Regions from separate parts of the Mus musculus genome. Here all the other regions are linked to region 2. The links are chromatin contacts, called in public HiChIP or PLAC-seq maps. All regions are on one chromosome and are shown on one strand. The core of a region is the stretch at or near the end of the contact, and the rest is flanking DNA. Distances in the headings are between cores, read along the strand shown.

Region 1 (3,357 bases), core at 361-2,860, 400 kb after region 2:
TCCCCAGCTGCTGCTGGTAAAGCCATTAGGTGCAGCATTCCTCCCTGAGTGGCCACACTTGTTCCCCATTGCCTGTCCTTTCCCCTATGAATAAGCTAACTTTGACTCTAACTCATTATGATTATTTTTTTCAGCACAGTTTAAGAATCTGGGTTGCAGCCTGGCCGTGGTGGCACGTGCCTTTACTGAGTGTCTCCCAGCACTCAGAAGACAGAGACAGGAAGATCTCTGTGAGTTTGAGGCCAGCCTGGTCTACAGAATGAGTTTCAGGACAGCCAGAGCTACATGGAAAAACCCTGTCTCAAAAAATAAAAATAAAAAATAAAAAAGAAGGAAGGAAGGAGGGAAGGAAAGAAAGGGGAAGAGAGAAAGAGACAGGGAGAAAGGAAGAGAATGAATGAATGAATCTGGTCTGTACCTAAATAAGGGTCTCTGAAGCTGGGAAAGGAGTGTCGCAGGTTGCAGAGCTGGTGGTGTTGAGCTATGTTTCCTGCTGCTAGTGATGATCGTGAATAGGTGTTCAAGTGTTTCATGGAAGATTTTCCCTTGAAGCAGATGAATTTCTTAAAGGCCAAAAGTGATGTCTTTTCTGTCTCCCAGAGGAAAGACAGGATTGACTCTCGGCATCACTGTCATGTTCAAGCCATTAGGTGCGGCATGCTGTGGTGAACACCAGGACCAAAAGCAAGTTGGGGAAGAGTTTATTTGGCTTCCAATTCTACATTGTAGTCCATCACTGAGGGAAGTCAGGACAGGAACTCAAATGGGCAGGAACCTGGAGGCAGGAGCTGATGCTCATCCCATGGCTTGTCTTCCTTCTTATAGAACCCAGAACAGCAGCCTGGAGTTGTACCACCCACAGTGGGCTGGGCCCTTCCACATCAATCACTAATTTAAAATGCTCTACAGGTTTGCCTACAGCCCAATCTTACAGAGGCATTTTCTCAATTGGTCTTGCCTCCTCTCAAATGACTCTAGACTCTATCAAGTTGACATAAAATTAGCCAGCACAATAATCGTTCAATATTCTCATAGTATTTGGCTCTTGTAGATTCCTTATATGGTCCTGGGAATTCAAAGTCACACAACTACCCCTAACTGGGCTTATTAACATAGCAAAGTGTATTAAGGTTATCAGTATCTGGGAGGCTGCATATAGATGAAAAGAAGACGAAACCATACACAGACTAAGGTGCTAAGCAAGAAACAAATACTGTGGTTGAAGGAGTGGAAATTCTGGTGAGTCAGATGCAGTTTCACAAGGGACAATCATGTCCTAACCCCACAGGATCTTCTCTAGGGACCTTGGTAATGGAGTTCATTAGAATTCTCAAGAGTGGTGGCGAATGCCTCACAGACGTAAGCCTAAATGGATGCGTTCACAGTGTCCAGGACCACGTCCTCGGCATCGCACACGTGGTTGTGCGATGCCGCGACGCGTTACGTTACCGAATATGCCACAATTTATGATTAAAACGTACCACAGAGGACCCCCGAGAAACATCGCGTAGCCCAGGAACCAACTCACAAAGCACCACCAACCGCCCGCCCGGCTCCCCAAGCCTGGCGCGCCGGAGAGGTGGGGTTTCCGCTTCCGGAGGCGGATTGTTGACGCCCACTGCTGCTGTGGTGGCGAGCGAGCGAGCGGTTGGGGAGGGGCCGCCGAGGGCGGGCGACGGCGCCTTGACAGGCAGCGCGGAGGGGGCCTCCGGGGCGACGATGGCAGAGGGGCCCGAGGAAGCCCGGAGCCGCCCTCCGGAGCAGGATGGCAGTGGCGGGGACCACGAGCCGGTCCCTTCCGAGCCAGGCTCTCCCACCACCACCGTCGCCGCCACCGCCGCCGCCCCCCGGTCCCCGGCCCTCGCGAGCGTCGCCTCGGCAGTGTCGGAGCCCGAGCCGCAGTGCGAGCTCCGCAAGCGCCGGGAGACGGGCGCGGAGCCTCCGGAGGCGGGAGACTGCGAGGCGTCGGACGGCCCGGGGCGGCTGAGCGCGCGCGAGTACTCGCGGCAGGTGCACGAATGGCTGTGGCAGTCCTACTGCGGCTACCTGACCTGGCACAGCGGCCTGGCCGCCCTGCCCGCCTACTGCGGCCCGCCACCACCCGCCGCCACCGCCCCGCAGCCCGCCGTCCCCTCGCCGTCGTCCCCGCCGACGCCGTCGTCCCCGCCGCCACCGCCGCCGCCGCAGCTGGCGTACTACAACCCCTTCTACTTCCTGAGCGCTGCGGGGCCCGGGCCGGGGGCGGCCACGGGCGGCGCCACCCCGACGGCTGTCGCGGGCCTCACGGCCCGGGCCCCGCACGTGCAGCCATCGGCCCGGGCGGCCCCCGGGACCAGGGTGGGTTCTGCAGCCCCTGCGCGGACTGCCAGCGACACCGGGCGGCAGGCAGGTGAGATCGGGGTTGGCGCGGGGGTGGGGTGGGGGGTGTTGGGTAGGATGGAGGAGGGATAGAGTCGAGGTCCTTTTTAAAAAAAAAAAAAAAAAATCACTGCCATTCCTACCACTAACATTTTGGAAGGATCTCACCCTGTGGTGTAGGCTAACACAGTATGTAGGCCAGGCTAGCCTCAAACTTGGAATAAGACAGGTCTGTACTAGCCAGAGGGGTCTCTTGAAGGATCATTGAACAAGTATGCTCGCTCCTGAAAAAATATAACCGGGGAGCTGCTGCTACCATTGATAGTTCCCACATACATCAGCTATGGTTTGCCCAGGCCCTAAATTCTAAAAACGTACTGTGAAGCAATGTTGATTGTCCTTCCCTTAAGACCTGGCACGGCTAGTAGGTTCCCTTACTCCTGACACTAGCCCTTCTTGTGTGTAGAGACGTATGCTTATCAAACCATCCTCTCTGTAATCTTCAGGCTCTGGAAAGATCCAAAGCTAGCCTTGGGTGGCAAGCCCGCTGTTGGGAGGCTCGAGATTAGAATACTAGAAATCACCAAGACTTGGGCCGTGTAAAGACAGTGGAACTGAAAGGCGATTGACATGATTACAAAACGAGTCTAGAGAGCTTTGACTGGCCTCAAGCCTATTGGTCATGAATATCATCTAGTAAATGATGTGTAGTCACTGGTCTTAGCAAACCGTAGGAAAGTTTGCAGCCAGTCTTCTGAGTCTGGGGCTGGAATGCTGGGATTACAGGCATAGCTCACCATGTCCAGCTCATTATTAGATATTTTAGAAACAGGATCTCTTGATGGGATCATTGCCGTTGGCTGATGCAAAGCTATAATCTTAAAAAGTTTAGTTGGACCTTGACTTTACTTTGCCGCTTTCTTATCTGGCTTGGTTCTTAAACTTGTGTAACTCATTTTTTTTCTTCTTCTTCCCAATTTCCAGGTAGAGAGTATGTCA
Region 2 (3,839 bases), core at 785-3,284:
TCCTGTTTTTTCCATGCTAACTGACAAAGGCCCCTTCTCTCCACCAGGAAGGAGAGACATGACAGTAGAGGACCATCACCGATTCCACTTGGGATTTTGGTGTAGAGAGCGCTACACTGAGGCCAATGTGCCCCTCCTCCCTTTAATACACGTGGTGATAATACCCCCTCCCCCCACCATCTTCCTCCTCCCTCTTCTCTTCCCTTTCTTCCTTTTCCATTTTTTATTTTGAAGTAATAAGGGATGTTCTATACCATTGCTACTCCCAGTCTCTATTTTTTTTAACCATTGTTTTCAACATAATTCAATGTAAGGTTATGAGATTTAGTTTTGATACCAGCTGGTTTAGCAGCTGGGACCCATCAGTGCTAGCGAGGGACTCTTCCACACCAGCAGGAACTAGCCCCAGCACACTCCTAAGAAAGGGGTGTTTTCATAGTTTTGGACCATAGACTTAGGATGCTTTAGAAAATGCCTACACAACACATTTTGGTACCACCCCATTCACTCCCTGAAAACAGATCGCTTCAAAGAAAACACAGGTATCTGCTACAGTTACTCTCCAGTTTTATCAACATGGGTTGAACTTTCCCAGGAACATTTTATAAGTGCACTTTGGGTTGGATAATCCTAGGTGAGATTTTTCCAAAGTAACTTAGTTCAGCCATGAGCCTGTGTTTCTAGAGGTTGACATCATTAACAAATCTTCATTGTTCTGTTTCCTAGTTTTAAGACTTGGACTTGGGTTTGATACATCTTTCTCCATGTTAGTAAAACTTTGACAAACACCATTATTTGAGCAGCAACAGAGTGGCTGAAAAATAAACCCTGAAATGATGATTCACACCTATAATCCCAGTACTTGAGAGGCTGAGGCAGAGGGATTTCCATGAGTCAGAGACAGGCTTGTGTTCTGTACTGAGGATCAGGCTATGTAGACCTGCCTGTCTCAAAAAGGTCAAAAATAAAAATTTTAAAGTAATTTCATACACTGTCATCACAACACTTGTGAGGCAGAGGCAGGAAGATCTGGAGTTCAAGGTCATCCTGAGCTATATAGTAAGCTGAGGTCAGCCTGGACCCCAGCAAACAAATGTGCACTTTATAATCTAGCTATTTAGAGCAGAGCTGGCCTCGGGATTCATTGGGAAGATCTTGGGAGTTTTACATTTCCAGGAAGCCTGGGATGCGTTTTCCAGTTGTTTGGAGAAGCAGAGGGACAGAACTGGCCTCCTGGGTCCTGGTCACAGCTCCTCCTCTGTAACTAGCTCCCTGGAGATCTTAGGAAAGTCACGTGGCTCCCCTAAAGCCTAAATGTATAGCCTTGAAAACAAAGGGTTGAGACATATCAAGCATCTTTTCGACTCCACCTTCTTAGTCCTCAAGAAGGGAAAAAGGATTAAAGTTCTGAAGCTTACTGCTAGTGTGAGCAACCCACAGTTCCCTGCTCCGCCTCTCTTGACAAGGTGCGGGGCAGGGGGCGGGAGGGGGGATGACACCCTGTTGGTTTCATTCTCTGTACAATGTAGAGATTCCTCTCCCCCCCCCGCCCCGCCCCCTCTCCCGCCCCGCTGCACAACCGTTCCTAAAGTGGACTTTGCAAGTCGAAAATGATTTCCAGATCCGCTGGCAGCCGCAGAGCTATTTGTGGTCCTGAGTGATTTTCACCCATGAAGCGGGGTTTATTTCTTATGTGACCATCCTGTGGCATTTAATTGTCTTCTGCTGGCTGTCTGCATCGTGGCCTGCCACAGGCTGCTGCTGCTGATGTGATGCCTGAACCAGATAAGGGGTATGGGGGAGGGCCCTGCGGCGCAGGGCAAAGAAAAAGAAATGAGTGTCCAGTCCAGCCGGTTGCTTAGACTCAGCCCTTCCCTCCCCTCCCTCCTAGAAGAGAATTGGATGGCTTCTCAGATCTTTTAGTTTTCCCTTGCAAAAGTCACATCCTGCCTCACTCAGGTCCCTGGTCTGTGTGACTGTGACGCCTGTTTATTATGGCAACAGTTTCCAGCAACTGCCCAGATGCTGAGCCTGGAGGTATGGGAGGAGGGCGTGCTGGGCCCTGACTGGGGAACAAGGACTCCAGGACAAGATAGAAGCTCCAGGGGGCACAGCCTAGAGAGGAGGAGCAATGGGCTGTGGACCTTCCCAGCAAAAGGAGGACCAGAGCCAGAGCCGCATACCCTCTCCCAGGAAGGGCTGGGAAGAGGGATCCAAGGTAACAGACAATCACAGACCTTGTGGGAGCACACGCCTGGACTACATAGTGAACACTGGAGCTGCGTGCATAGCAAGACACTGTCAGAGAGAGCAGAAGGGAGGACACAAGAGGAGAAAAGAGAGGACAGGGAGGGGAGGGGAGGGGAGGGGAGGGGAGGGGAGGGGAGGGGAGGGGAGGCAGATTTCCCACACTTCCACACTTAGGAAGCTCTGAAGTGATCTGGAGCCAGTGGGCAGTTTACCACCCTCTTAGTAGGTATGTTACTGAGGATGTGAACCAAGAGAGACTGCCAGAATAAACCAAGAGTTTATTCTGCCACTGTTGGCTGGTGTCTCTAAATCAAGAAAGTGTGCATGCCTCTGTATATCTGCATCTGCAGACACATGCATGAGGTCACAGCCCCGGCAGATGCAGGCCCACAGGAGGGGTAGTGGTTTCTGCCATCAACCTAATGTCTCATGGGAAGGCGGGAGTTCCTGAGTGGGGCCAGCTAGTGTTGGTCCTGGAACAGCCCTTCCTCTGTATTTCTTTATAGCACACAGAGCTCTGTCAACCATCGAGCTACATCATCTGGGTTGTTCAGCTTTGGGGGACAAAGCTAGAGGGAATCTGGTTTTTTAGATTCCCCTTCCAATCCACTGTGCCTCAGTTTGTATCATTTACCTGGAGATATCGGGGGAAGTTCCCACAGGGCAGTGGGGGTCAGAGGCTGGGCTGTTTAGCATCTTTCCCTGACTCTACAATAAGGGTTAGGCCCCGACAGACCTAATAAGTCAGGCTTGGCCATTTATACTCCATCAGCCCATTAAAAAATAGTGCAAAGTAGGAAAATTTTTAATTTTTTTTCAATATGGCCACATTGGAAGAAGAACAAAAACAGAGATTCAGAGACTTCCCAAGTCTGTCTTTGGGGTTCTGATGTGACCTGTAGGTCTGAACTGAGGAAGGGCTGGCTTAGTTGGTAAGGGTATTTATACCAAGCCTGAAGACTCAAGTTCAATGCCCTGGTGCCACATGGTAGATGGTGCCCTGACTCCTTAAAACTATTTCCTGAGCTCCATAAATGTGCGCACACACATACAAATGTAATTAACATGTTTTAGGGCAAGAAGCACCAATAATGAATCAGTCTTGATCCTGGTATGGTCTTGCCCATCACTGACGCCATCATGGTCTCAGCTCCAGACTCTCTCTGTCAGACCTGTGTGGGAAAGCCAAAGCCTGCCTCTAACAGAGACTCAGCTGTTCTCTCTCCTAGCCTGAGACTCGGGGAGAAATTCCAACTTCTGGGGGACCTTTGTCTCACTAGTCAAATAGCTAGAGGGAAGGGCACAAGGGTCTCTTTAGAATTCTTTCTCTTCTGTCAGGAAAGTTATAGTTTCACCTATAGAATGGGCATCTCATTGGTATCAAGACCTCAACTCATGGGGGGTGACCCAAGGAGAGGTCCACCACATACTCCCTCAAAATTGCACTTTCGAAGAGTGAAGGAGAGCCTGCAACCCCCTTTCTCAGGCTGGGGGAAGCATCTCGCAGCCACTCAGGGCCACCGTTTCCACAAGGCATTCTTCGGGCTGCTGTGTGAAAGGCATCCACTGTCTTCTCATGGTGTGAGCAT
Region 3 (3,425 bases), core at 456-2,955, 370 kb after region 2:
CAAGGACAAACAACAAAAGCCAGGAGAGTCGTTACTTACAAGGAGGAGGGAAGAAGGGGGAAGTGAGGGACAGTGGGGTGGAAGTACCCAGGGGACTTCCGTGACAGTGAGATCTTAGTTCTCAGGAGTTGGGGAAACAGCGGTTGAGTGTGTGCTACACACCTATAATCGCAGCACTCAGGAGGACTCTGTGCGCTTAGAGGCCAGCTTGCTCTGTACAGCAAGTTCCAGGCTAGTCAGGGCTGCAAAGTGAAACCAAGTCTCAAAAACAAACAAGCACAGTAAAGCTGGGTGTAACCGTGTACACCTGTGACCAAAGCCCTGGGGCGGTAGAGACAGGAGAAGGATCAGCAGTTCAAAGCCATCTTTGGTCCCAAAGTGAGTTCAAGGCCAACCTAGGTTACCTGAGACCCTATTAGAAGGGAAGGGAGGGAGGGAGGGAGGGAGGGAGGGAGGGAGGGAGGGAGGAAGGAAGGAAGGAAGGAAGGAAGGAAGGAAGGAAGGAAGGAAGGAAGGAAGGAAGGGAACTTTCAAACAAACCAAAAGGGAATTAGCTGGAATGCCACACTAATAAAGTTGTTGTAGAAAGTGTATGTATCTATTATTCTTTGTATGTTTCCATGCCTGAAGTATCTTGTTACATTTTTAAGGATGTGAACTGTGCACTGTGAACAGTTACCTCAGGAAGGGTGAACTACTGGTTGCCTGTGGAAGGAGCTACAAGGACCAATTCGGAGACAAGAGAAACGTTTGATGGAACACTTAGTGAATTTCTGAGTGCTCAAACCAAGAGAGTGCCATTACCTAGTTAAAGTGCCTAGTAAATTGTCTGAAAGGGGCCAGGGCACAACTGAAGCAGAAATCACTTACCTGCCTGGGGCTGAGATGGGGACCGACTGTAAGTGGCCATTAGTGATATTTTTAGAATAGTGGAACTATTCTAGAAGCAGCTTGTGGTCCTGATTGCACATCTCTGTACGTTTGTGAAATGGCATCCAACTGTACTCTCAAAAATGGGTGGTTCGTGTATACATAAAGATTGGGGAAGACAGACAACCATCATCAGTGGAAATTTTTCAAATTATTACTGAGAAATAATATCCATAAACCAAGCCTCTAGGAGTCGCTGGCAGCATCTCGCTTTCCTTAGCTAGGCTGGTGGTATCTGTGGGCTTCAGGCCGGCATGTAAACTCTTTTCATCATTACAACATAAAGAAATTTAGAAGTCATGAAAACATGTCTAAGCACATTTTTAAAACAAGCACATACATGCATGTACACACAGAGACACAGACACACATTCTCTCTCTCTCTCTCTCTCTCTCTCTCTCTCTTCTGTATATATACTATTTAACTCAGGCAGAGCCCTGCCTGTACCTGCCTGACCTTGAACGACTCAGCTGGACCTTTCTCTTGCTCTGGGCTTCAATTCCAACTCAGTCTCCAGTTTCTATGGAGCAAAGCGGGGAGAAGCCCAGTGACCGGCTAGACGCCCCACAAGGAATTCTTTTGGGCACCTGCACCCCAGACAGAAAGTGTTCCTTTGGTTTGCAAACTAAGCCTTTTCTTCAGGTTGAAAGGAGAGATGTCTTTATTGCTTTAATTACCATTACAAGAAGGAAACTTCTAGAGTAGTTATGAAGTCTTTGGGAGAATGCTAGATCCCTGTGGACATTGTGGGAAGGGTTGAAAACTGATTGTTAGAAGAGAAACTTAAAACTGATCTGAGTTTTTACGGGACTTAGATACTTGTAAGCAGTACAAAGCGCTGCCTCCTCTTGCTCAAGGGTTCCGATTATCTGGGTCAGCATCCTGAGTCTGAGCTCCTGAAATGAGTACGTTCTGAAACACCCAGACACCCATCTCATCTGAACTTCACCTTCTGCCTCTTACCCGGCAAATGGCTTCCATGAGAAGAATTGGAGAGTTTCTTGTTCGCTCTGAAGTTTGGGAACAATCTACTTGGCTTCTCTTCGAAATTAATCTTATTGTTCAGTGTCTGTATGGATATTTGTTCTAGCCCCAGTCTCAGAGATAACTGTCAAAACTTAAATTTTAAGCAAATGAATCCTGTTTCTCTTATCGTGAAATCAGAGAGGCGCTTCAGATTCACTAACGGGTTGCAGGGCTTTTCTGAACATTTTAGCTGCTGCCTCCAAATTAATCCCTTAATTTCATCTCAAGAAAGGGAAATCCTGCCTACTTAGGATTCCCCACCCCCCTTGTATAGTCCTTTCACTGTGTCCTCAGATGACACTTGCCCTGCACGTAGACACAGAGATACACACAGAGAGGGGAGTGGGGGAGAGAAAGGAAGACAGACAGACACAGAGAGCATGCTACCCCATAAGTCCAAAGCTAAACTCAGGAGTAACTCCAGAAGTACCTGCTTGGGAACATGGCCATTTTTAGTTCTTTGCTTCAGTCCCATTTTTTCCCCTTAGGTAATGGGGAGAGTACCAACAATCTCCATTAATAAGACAGAAGGATGCCACCTGTACCTCAGTGAAGATGCACTAGACTGTGAGATCGTGAGCGCGAAGTCGTCCGAGATGAATGTCCTGGTCCCTCAGGATGACGATTATGTGAGTACCTCCCAAAAGCCTGCCCAGAAAAGGCTTTGTGGTGTATTCATGTTAGCATTCTTAGAGAGGTGCCCATCAGCTGCCATCTCGGGAGCTTCATTTGAAGACAACGTAACAGGCAGGCAAGGGAGGGAGCCAAAATAGAATGCTCCTCTTTTTTTAAAAAAAAAATTATTTATTTATTTATTTATTTATTTATTTATTTTTATGTATATGAATGCACTGTAGCTGTACTGATGGTTGTGAGCCATCATGTGGGAATAAAGGTTTCTCGTTCCGGTCCGTCCCACCCACTTCAGCCTAGAAATTTATTTATTATATCTAAGTACACTGTAGCTGACTTCAGACACACCAGAAGAGGGCATCAGATCTCATTACAGATGGTTGTGAGCCACCATGTGGTTGCTGGGATTTGAACTCAGGACCTTCAGAAGAACAGTCAGTGTTCTTAACCGCTGAGCCATCTCGCCAGCCCTATAATGCTCCTTTTAACATAAGGGTCTACTAAGAAGCTCAATAGAAAGAGCTCAAAACTCTAAAAAAATAATAATAATAACCTAGGGTTGGATTGAGGAGCCTCACAATGGGGCCCAGAATCCAGGTTCTTTGTATATGCTATGGGGGAGTACATTCATGCCGTGACACACATGGAGTTCTGAGGAAAACCTCTGGTGTCAGTCCTAGCCATCCTCCACCTTATTTGAGACAAGGTTTCTTGTTCACCACTGCCTAAGCTTCTAGGGGTTATTCTCTCATCCCTCCATTTTATCATAGAAGGGCTGAAATTGCAGGCATGGTTTATGTATGGGTTTGGGGGATTCAAACTCAGGCCCTCCTGC

The links. HiChIP or PLAC-seq counts read pairs in DNA pulled down with a chosen protein or histone mark.
Region 1: a contact with region 2 is called in an H3K4me3 HiChIP or PLAC-seq map of embryonic basal ganglia, with 4 times the contacts expected there. The contact joins the promoter of Fam8a1 here to the promoter of Stmnd1 in region 2. A contact is called at or near these places in 1 of 39 promoter capture datasets (neural stem cells), 1 of 484 Hi-C or Micro-C datasets (uterus), 11 of 115 datasets of contacts at active chromatin or transcription factors (bone marrow-derived macrophages, embryonic basal ganglia, embryonic forebrain and 6 more) and 3 of 9 other capture datasets (adipose tissue, liver and macrophages).
Region 3: a contact with region 2 is called in an H3K27ac HiChIP or PLAC-seq map of embryonic stem cells, with 5 read pairs. The contact joins the enhancer-like site here to the promoter of Stmnd1 in region 2. A contact is called at or near these places in 1 of 484 Hi-C or Micro-C datasets (embryonic stem cells), 7 of 115 datasets of contacts at active chromatin or transcription factors (embryonic basal ganglia, embryonic stem cells, intestinal crypt epithelium and 1 more) and 3 of 9 other capture datasets (adipose tissue, embryonic stem cells and liver).

Annotation. Positions count from the first base shown.
Region 1 is chr13:46,667,867-46,671,223 of GRCm38.p6, forward strand. Fam8a1 (family with sequence similarity 8, member A1) reads left to right here and starts at 1,611. Exons shown (of 5, transcript NM_001033192.3): 1 at 1,611-2,389; 2 at 3,343-3,357. The coding sequence starts at 1,720.
Region 2 is chr13:46,271,687-46,275,525 of GRCm38.p6, forward strand. It overlaps Stmnd1 (stathmin domain containing 1), which reads left to right and starts at 2,035. Exons shown (of 5, transcript NM_001005422.1): 1 at 2,035-2,218. The coding sequence starts at 2,132.
Region 3 is chr13:46,644,081-46,647,505 of GRCm38.p6, forward strand. It overlaps Cap2 (CAP, adenylate cyclase-associated protein, 2 (yeast)), which reads left to right. Exons shown (of 13, transcript NM_026056.4): 12 at 2,446-2,586. Among named protein-coding and RNA genes, the nearest start is that of Fam8a1, 24 kb to the right of the region's middle. Within about 2 kb of position 1,706, at least 9 of the 459 cell types and tissues checked have an H3K27ac peak or open chromatin away from gene starts, as enhancers often do. A contact at or near this core is called in embryonic stem cells, where this site is marked.